Regions from separate parts of the Oryzias latipes genome. Here region 2 is linked to region 1. A link is a contact called in public Hi-C data. All regions are on one chromosome and are shown on one strand. The core of a region is the stretch at or near the end of the contact, and the rest is flanking DNA. Distances in the headings are between cores, read along the strand shown.

Region 1 (4,810 bases), core at 595-3,094:
GCTGCTGTTAACTCAGCAGCCGCAATGCAGATCCATAAATTTGACAAATGGGTTCCAGCTCCGCTTTGAACTTTCCGCTCCTGTGGAAACGATGAAACAGATGTGTGCCTAGGCCTTTCCCACATGAGAACCCGTGACCTTCGACCATCACCCTGACTGCTTCCACATAGGCAAATCACTAAATTAACCATTTAGTCAACAGTTTTAATGTGTTATCTTCCGTTCCTGATGCATCATCATCATCACTTCACGTCTCAATAAGAGCCAGTCACTTGAATAGTGGGTTTAGAATCTTTTAATATTCAAAAAATACTTCAGTTTTGGCTTGGTACACAAACAACCTGGATCTGCTCCTTTAATTAATACAATGTTGTTTCTGCTGTCTGTAAGCAACTGAAAAGTGCAAAGTAGTGGACGTGGTCCCCTGTCCACCATGCAGAGGGAAGGCTACTTCATTGCTCCAAAAAGTCTGAATGACACCCAGCTCATACTACACGTGTCTGTTTGGAGAGCAGGGGGCTGGGGGCCCAAGCTACGTGCAAAATCAAACTTGTGATTCCACAAAGACCTCCTGTGGATGCAAACCAAAACTAACAGTCTTGAAAAGAAGAGCAAAGTGAGCCGCAGCTTCTTCAGGATCCAGATAAAGCGGGCCAGCCCGTTTATCAGCCTCAGTGGCTCTGAAGGCTTCTCCAATGTGTTAATATTTTTTTTGGTGTTTTCTTCAGTCCTGCAGCCCCTCCTGCAGCAGGGCTTCACAGCTTCAGGAGCTTCAATCCAGAGGATGGAAGAGGAAGATCACTGCAAAGTAAACCCGTTTGAGAAAGGCCGCTTCAGTCCAGCTCAGCGCCTGCTACCGCTTCTTCTTCTGCTTCAGGGACTTCCTCCTCTTCACGATCATCTCGTACAGCTTGTCCATGCCCTCGTGGAGCCCCTCTCCGATGATGGCGCAGGCGGGCTGGACGTGGTAGGTGGTGGAGGGCGTCAGCTCGTGCAGGGCCAGCTGCTTCTCGATGTCCGCCACCGGCAGAGACTTGGGCAGGTCCTGCTTGTTGGCGATGACCAGCAGCGGCGTGCCCTGGTTCTCCGCGAACTTGGTGACCTTATGCAGCTCCGTCTTGGCCTCCTCCAGCCTGTCCACGTCCACCGAGTCCACCACGTAGATTATCCCGTCCGTGCAGCGGCTGTAGGACTTCCACAGCGGCCTCAGCTTCTCCTGGCCGCCAACATCCCAGAAGTGACAGCTGATGCCTTTGGCGGTGCCGTTGCTCAGCTTGATCTTCTCGGTGTTGAAGCCGATCGTGGGTACCGTGTTGACAAACTCGTTGAATTTGAGTCTGTAGAGAACCGTGGTTTTCCCGGCGGAGTCCAAACCCAGCATGACGATGTGAAGCGACTGGAAGGCAGAGATGTTGGAGAAACTGTTGCCCATTTTGGCAGGGAGAAAAAAAACAGCCTCACGATTGTTTCATTAATTCCAGGCTCGGATGCGTAAAAATCCCCCAGGAGCCGCGCGCGGACCCCGGCGCGCTCCGGATGATTGATCGGCTCTGCTGTGACCGTCAGCGGCGCGCCTCGCCAGGACGCAGCGTGCCGTTCATTAGTATTCCCCTCACGCACTCGCGTCCATTTGGCGACAGGGGAGCTCCGCAGCTCCCGGAACACAGAATGGTTGTCTGTCTGTGGAAGCAGCGCAGAATCCCTGCACTAACGCCGCTGTGCTGCGTCACCTTCCCGCAGGCGGACATCCATCCCGTCCTTCTGCGGCTCCGTCCTGCAGCCTCCGTCTCACCTGCTGCTGTCTGTGTCTGCAGCCGCTGTGCTCTGCCGATGACAAACACGTCTGCAGACCAGGAACCGCTGCTGAGCCCCGCCCCTTTCTCAACTGAGCCAATGAGGCCGCACCGATCCGGTTCCCATAGTAACGCGGAAATAGAAACGTCAAAATCTATGATAGTTAAAAGTACAGTTAATATTTGGTTTTATTTTCGTAACTTACTGATAAAAAGGCTCAATAGTTAAATTTGGTACTTTGTTCAAACAAGGAAGATTCAGGGACATTAACCTGGACAACAGCGACACCCTGTGGTGTAAAATAGTTCTGAAGACTGAGGAGGAGCTGGAAACTTTTTTTGTTTAAATCTACTATTTTACATTGACTTGTTCTCCCTACCATGACAAAGGTGGATAAAGGTGGAAAGATTTCATGTAATCCATGGACACCAGTGAAGATCACAAATCATTGAAGAAAAAAGGTTCAGCACACTGTCTAGTGGGTCTAGATGACCCAACTCCCAATGTCAAAGTGCCTAGGATAGCAAAAGGGCTAAATAAGGTATATGCACGGTGGCACAGTGGTTAGCGCTCTTGCCTCACAGCAAGATGGCAGGGTGTCCCCTGCCCGCAAGTGGCCTTGATAGGCTCCAGCAGCCTCGTGACCCCAAAAGGGATTAAATGGATCAGAAGATTAATGAGAAAAAAATAATAAATGAAAAGGAATATTCACAATAATACTGCCCTTACAGCGAACACATTTTGCATGGATGGACAAGGAACCGGTTCCATTGTTAGGACATAGTGTTGGATTTGGATTTGGAAATTGTTTATTTCAAACAATAAAACCAAAAATAAAAGTAAAGTAAACAAACAGCAGAAATATACGTCCATATATCAAACTTAAGAAAATTAGTCTTAACTTTGATTGAAAAATACATATACATACCCATACATTTACACTTGTAAAAAATATCAATTGTTACTCTTAATCATTAATAGCTTGTGCTATCTTAGATGACCCCACCCTTACTTTGACGTGTTATACCTATCATGACAAAGGTGGATAAAGGTGGAAAGATTTCATGTAATCCATGGACACCAGTGAAGATCACAAATCATTGAAGAAAAAATGTTCAGCGCACTGTCTAGTGGGTCTAGATGACCCAACTCCCGATGTTAAAGTGCCTAGGATAGCACAAGGGTTACCTCTAAGGTAAACACACAGTTGAATGACCTGCGGTGTAATTTAAGTGGCCAGCGTGGCTAAAATCTTCCAAAGTTATGCAAATTTGAACTTTGGCAAATATTGACATTGTGTCAACCTATCAAATGCTCAGCTTCAGTAGTGATGAGTTGTTGTGATCAGTGGGTGGAGTCCAACATGGGAGAGAAGCTCATTGTTGCTGTGTTTGCTCACCACAAGCTTTATGATGTTTGTTCATTTTAGTCTGGAAACAAGAATAAAAAGGACTTTGCTTGGAAACTAATAATAGAGGATATCCAACAGTCTGGTCAGTGGTAAAACCTTTCACCTGATTTTAGCTGTTTGTACAGTTCTATCCAAACATAAGGAAGCCTGCAAAAGCTAACTTGCCGCTGGCGTTTATTCAAAGAATACGTGTATAAAAAGGTGGCCTGAGGGACATTTGTTTTAAGAGGAAAAAGGAGACAGAGAGGAGAAGTGGGTCGGCAAGGTCAGCCGAGAGGGGGACGTATTCTGCTGTCTTCTCCTCCTTTGACCTCTTCGTCTTCCCACTTGGAGATGAGCGGGTAATGGATCCCAGGTTCAAGGAGGAGAAGACCGCAGGACATGAACTCAAAGAGATAGCCGAAGCAGCAGCAGAGCTATCGGAGGCATGTTGGTGTGTTGACAAGTGTACCAACATATAGAAAAACTATACAGTGTGCTGCTTTTTTCCAAACAGGTAAAACAACAAAACTCTTTTTGACCAAGACAATATACAGATTTATTAAATATGCATTAAAAAACACAACATCAACGGGGGACCTTTCTGTGTGGCGTTTGCATGTTCTCCCCGTGCATGCGTGGGTTTTCTCCGGGATCTCCGGCTTCCTCCGACCGTCCAAAAACATGCTACATAGGTTGATTGGCATCTCTAAAATTGTCCATAGGTGTGAGTGTGAGAGTGAATGGATGTGTGATTGAGGATATTCCACCCTGCGACAGACTGGCGACCAGTCCAGGGCATCCCTTGCCTACGCCCAAGTGGCCGGGATAGGCTCCCCCGTGACCCCGAAAGGGAAGAAACGGTTAAGAAGATGAATGAATAAATATGCATTGGTGTCATGGCAGAGTCAACTGACCCTGATCCCCTGCAGAAGAACCTACTGTTATGTAGAATGCGCTTAATGCAGGTTCTTGAATGAGCTTTTAGCAACTGGTTGTTTTTTTTAATTAAATGACGCAGTACTGTGCCAGGAATGAAACAGACTTTGATTCCCTAGTCCCTCAGTCTTCCACTGTGATTCTTCCAAGCGCAGTCCTTTTTATTCTCAACTCATACAGTTAGTTCAGATTCTATGCAAACTGTTTATTTTTTATTTTTCTATTCAAGAAATCCTAAATGTTCAACAGTCATAAGTTTTGTGAAAACTTTTCAGTCAACAGTAAATTATTGTATTTCTTGCAGAAAATATTTCCAAGATGGAGTGTGCCACCTGACTAAAAGTAGAGTTTGCCAGAGTTTTTTTCCCTCTTGAAGTGTGTGCTCGGACATGTTATTTTCAACTTGTCCTGTCTAACAGCTGGGCAAAACAGTTAAGAGCTGAAGACCTCTTGTGTTGGACAGATTTTACTGTTACAATAGGTGGATATGAATCTTCTCAGACACGAGGTATATATTTGTATAAACCCCTTTTGTATTTTAGGCTAAACTTTATTTATATTATATTTGTATACATTTCTTTTTGGACTGAAAAAAAGCGATCTTGTGGGACATTAGAGCCAGGGAGCAAGGGTACACAAAAGGAAAAAAAGGGGTTGAAGAAGTTGGAGGATGATTAAAAAAATAGG
Region 2 (4,889 bases), core at 1,935-4,434, 65 kb before region 1:
AGATTCAACTGAAATTACGAAATTATCATTTTCATTTTGAATGTCTTTATGCCTTTAAACAATCACCCTAGAATCAGACATGAAGAAAAGCTTAAATGAGTTTAGTCTTCCCTAATGTGTCTTTTCTTGTTTAGAAGGAAAATTCCTTGACATCAAATTCATTTTAGGTGTAATGTTTTTGACATGTTCTTGTGGCATTTTTCTGAGGATTGACGACAAAAATAAAGTTACATTTCTGAGTATTTCCTTATTCAAATTGTGAATTAGATGCAGACGAAAAAAATGCTGTTTGAAAAAAAGGCTTTTCTGTGACGTAACAACTTTGCTGGGCTGGCAACAAGCTTGCTCTGATCTCTCAGCAACAGGGAACTGAAGGGGAGGTGGGGTGGTCAAGACACCTGTCCCGCCCACAACTCAGAGGGGAACTTAGCTGCACTGCAAAAAACGTATGCCTTAGAAAACTATGCACGTTTTTTGATTTTGCCTAAGAACAGAAATTTGGGGGAATAATTATAAGAGCTCACTACATCCTCTCTTTTTACTTTAAAAACGAGCCATCAGAATTGTACATAAAGCCAGATATCTTGATCATACAAACAATTTATTTTATCAATCTAGACTTTTAAAACTGTATGAACTTGTTGATTTTTACACTGTGCAACTTTTAGCGGCAAATCGTCATCATTCAACATCCAAAAACAGCTCTTAGAAAATGAAGTAGGCCCTAAACCAGGGGTCGGCAACCTTTTTTACTCAAAGAGCCATTTGGGACCGCCCCTAATAAAAAAGAAAGCACTCCGAGCCACAACCCGTTTTGTCGCGGGCCAGAAAAGATTAGAAAAAAAAAAAAGTACTTCTTTAAAATCCACCAGCCAATCAAAATCCTCACTGAGAAGTAAGGGACTTGATTGACATGTAGATTGGCCAATCGGACATCGTCTGAAGCATACGTCGCTGCAAATGCACATTATGTTCTTTAAAGGTTGATACCGCGGCCGCGTGTGGCAGGAGCTACTGGTTCTGGTCTGATCGCTGCATGGAGCGATGTGTTTATCAATGCATGGTAGACACTGAGAATGTGGAGAGATCAGGTTTATTGTTTTGAAGAGTTCTACTTGGTAATCATGTTTCCATGTTTGAGTTCATAAAATCATCCCAGAGAAAATCTCTGCTTCAACTCCCGCAGGGAAAGCTGCGTCTCAATCTGACGCCCGTGTTTTCATCTCTCTGACAGAGTTTGAAGCCAAAGCCCCTCCTCCGCCTCTCTACCTGCTTTTCCTCTCTACCTGTTCACCTGTTCACATCCTCTGCAGCTGAGATTTGTTTCCCCCGCGCTCCACAGTGTGTCCTACACAGAGAGCGCAAAATACGGTAGTCGGGGCGCTCCAGCGCAGCACACGGATGAAAGAGCCAGACGCAGGTAATAGCGGGGATAGAGCGGGTTAAGCAAATTAATGAAAGAAGGCGCTCCGCTGAAGAAATATTCAATATTGTACACATTTTATTATTAGTCTGAACTTTCTTTTTTTTAGAAAAATCTTTTATTTTATCAGTCCAGTACGGAAAAAAACCATCAACAAAAGCTGTGCTGGGCGGTTTTTGGCTGGGTCTGGCGGTTTTCAGATGACTTTTGGGCTGGAAAACTGTGACTCTATCTGGCAACGCTGGCGCGAACTCTCAGTCTGTCATCAGCGAGTTGGTCTCTGCCCCGCGGTACGTCAAGTTCCCGGCAGAAGATCGGAGTGTTTATTGAAGCCGCCCCGCGTGTCTCCTCCTGCTATCAGCTCTGCAGGTATCGCCCGAAAAATACGAGCTCATTACGAAGCTGTTTTTTACGTGGCACTCGCTCCGTACGGAGCCATCAGCGCCTTTGAAATGCCATGAAAAATGAAAAAACTAAAATAAAATTTAATTATTATAAAATACTCATTATTTTCCAAAGTCACAGGGAGCCACAACAGATGGATGAAAGAGCCACATGTGGCTCCGGAGCCATGGGTTGCCGACCCCTGCCCTAAACTTAGGGGATGTGGGAAGTTCAAGATCAAACTGATTAGAACCACAAAGAAAAATTTCTGTGTGTCGGTGTGTGGCACTAAACTTTGGAACGGGTTAAGTAATGAACTCAAAATAAGTTCAAATATTAAAATATTCAAGAAAAGGTATAAATTTGCTTCTTCCCACGGCTTTTCAAGCAATCAATCAAGCTCTACTTGACTTTAGTTAATGATTACTGTATTTAAGAGACTTTTTTGTTTTGTTTTATTTTCTGTCTTTTTAAACTATGCATTTCAACATTTCTGTAATGAGTTTGATAAATATGTGTAATTTCTTTATTCCTTTGACTACAATGCCTGAAATAAATCAATAAATGGAAATCAAATTAAAAAAAAGAACAGCATCATAATTAACAGACCACTGGGAACACTTACAATAGATTACAATATAAAAGATTTTTGGCATGGGAATTTATCCTTTTATTATTGGGACTGAGTCACCCTGCTCTCCCAAACCTGAACCCTTCCTCACTTCTGAGTTGACTAAAGTAAAAAAAAGTGAAAATGGTGGCATACAAATAAAAGATGTGGACGTTTCCTTGCTCCCTCAATTATTTTTGTCCGGATTTTGGAAGATGAAATTGCCGTCTGTGAAAGAAGCAAAGATCTTTTAATGCCTTTTAAATATCAAAATGCAAGTGGATCAGTTGATCATAAAGTGTTTAGTGTTCTCAGGAGTCCAGACTCAGGAGTCATGCATGAAATCAATTCAGTTTCATTGTTTCTCCATCTCTAAATCAGATTTTATGAGCCATTTCAAAGTTATAATTAGTGAAAATCAAACATGGCCTATGTAACTTGGCGCAAATTCATTTAGTTTTATGTTTTTTTTTTTGTTAACGATGATACGCCTTTTGAGCATTCTTATGCTTAATGAAACAACTACAATAATAACATTAAAGTCCAATCTCTTCTTGGAAAATCTTCCTTCTCCTCATCCACGTCTTCTCTGTTAGTTGCTCCTGTGAGAGTGGAATCTTTATTGGCACTAAACTTCCTGTTCCAATTAAAACAGCATAAAGGTAATGGAGGGCAGCAGAACAACAGAAGCAGCCTACAGTAGGGTGCAGGCATTGTTGTGCTAACAGAGGAAAGAGGACAGAATTACATGGCCTTTTATTAGTGAGAAAAAGTGGAACTCCCACTGCGTTCATCACCCTAAAGCCCAACAAACACATCCCTCCCCCAGCTGCACTATCTCCCCTGGTGCTGGGAGTCTGGGGGTAAAAGTGGAGCTGAATACATCAAGGTATGTGGGAAATCTGAGCGCCGCCAACACCCAACAAATTCTAACAATAAGAGCCCTGGACTCAGCACATGCAAACAGCAGCCCTGGCCTTGTAACTCTGCATGTTATCACATTCAGATCCAACCTTTCACAGGTTTTCCTTTGCTGAGCAAACAAAGTCTAGATAACCCAAGAATGTACCTGAGGATTAAACCCAGACAGATGGTATTAATGTTAGTTGGGTGGTAAGTACACTTTTGGGAGTTTGAATCCTTTCTCCAGCTGCCCCTTGCATGCTGGTTTTCAACTAAATGAACATTTTGAAAAGAAGAAAACATCTTATTCAGTTTGCAAGTGTGCAAGTTAAGCCTTCAGAATTAATGTTTTTTTTCTTGGGTTCTTATCTTTACAGCTTTGTTATTTTCAGTGTAAATAAAATAAAAATGTATGATCAAAGACTGTGCAGGACACATGCCCTCAATACTTTCTTGTCAACTGGAGGTTACTAAGGGTGTATTCAGACTGGACACATTTGGTCCACTAAAAGTTAACCAGGGTTTTTTTTCTCCCAATTATCCCGAACAAATTTTCAGTCGGAATTCAACCAAGCAGATCGTTCCTGGTCCTGGTCCTGGACCAGGAACCATTCTCTGACCCATCTATGGAGGTGGATGTCATCCTAAAAGCTACCTCGTAGTTCCTTAACAGAATTCTCTTTAAACAATGAGACACAGCAACTCGTTGAAATGTGGTTGGATGAACGCAGGCTCATAAAAACAACTTCAAATGTGATACACATTGCTTCTCATTGTTTTCCCGACAGTCTATATGTTATAAACACTTAGCAGAGTACCTTTATTTGCTGGCTTCTTGTCACTAACTGCGCTGCAGTATGCCTCCAGTGGAAAAAGTGTGGTACCTGCCGTTGATACAGGCATTAAAAATTGGTCCGCGAAATATAAAGTTGGAATAAAAGAACTATCCTGAGAAGGATTGCAAAGCAAAAGGACTTCTATAATTTCTGCCTCTAGTTGCTGTGCCCCTCCCTCGTAATTACTGGCCAATGACCGAAGGGATCTTTAGTCACATGGTTTTGTTTACGAGCTTTAGTTCAAAACAGAGAAGTCCGTTTGACATCTGAATAAAAACCAAATACAAGGTCCAGGATCCAATCTGGACCAATCTAAGCTGACTCAGTCTGTACTGTATTTTCCAGTCAAATACACCCAAAGACATTCACCATGGTACAGATACCGGGAAATTAGGTTTCTATCCTTTTGAAAATGTCGATTCTTTTGTCCAAGCGAGGTCTCAGGTCTCCACATGTGGGCCTTAAATTGCTGCTCAAGTCAAGGTCTTCCTTTCCATTTGAGACTAGCTGCTGACCCTTGTCTGGTTTCTCAGAAGAGGTTTATGGAGTCATTCCATCTTAAAATGATGAGAATCATACATTTCAAGGATGTCTTGGGCAAAATATTAAAAAAAAAATTCACATGACGAAAATTTCAGGGCTACCATCCACGTGTGCAAACTGATGTGTGTAAACACAGATTTCCTTCTTAAACTGGGGGGTATTCCAAAAAGCAGGTTATGTGAGTTACCAC

The links. Hi-C and Micro-C count contacts between places; a contact is called where the count stands out from the background.
Region 2: a Hi-C map of embryo shows a contact between it and region 1, with 2.6 times the contacts expected there. The contact joins the enhancer-like site here to the promoter of arl4c in region 1. A contact is called at or near these places in 4 of 5 Hi-C or Micro-C datasets (embryo, fibroblasts and gastrula embryo).

Annotation. Positions count from the first base shown.
Region 1 is chr21:12,818,957-12,823,766 of ASM223467v1, reverse strand. arl4c (ADP-ribosylation factor-like protein 4C) reads right to left here and starts at 1,844. Exons shown (of 1, transcript XM_004081610.4): 1 at 278-1,844. The coding sequence starts at 1,432. The coding sequence ends at 854. The region is part of intron 3 of LOC110017416 (gastrula zinc finger protein XlCGF57.1-like); the gene reads right to left.
Region 2 is chr21:12,885,321-12,890,209 of ASM223467v1, reverse strand. All of the region lies in intron 3 of LOC110017416 (gastrula zinc finger protein XlCGF57.1-like), which reads right to left. Among protein-coding and RNA genes, the nearest start is that of LOC110017415, 21 kb to the left of the region's middle. Within about 2 kb of position 3,184, at least 2 of the 8 cell types and tissues checked have an H3K27ac peak or open chromatin away from gene starts, as enhancers often do. A contact at or near this core is called in embryo and gastrula embryo, where this site is marked.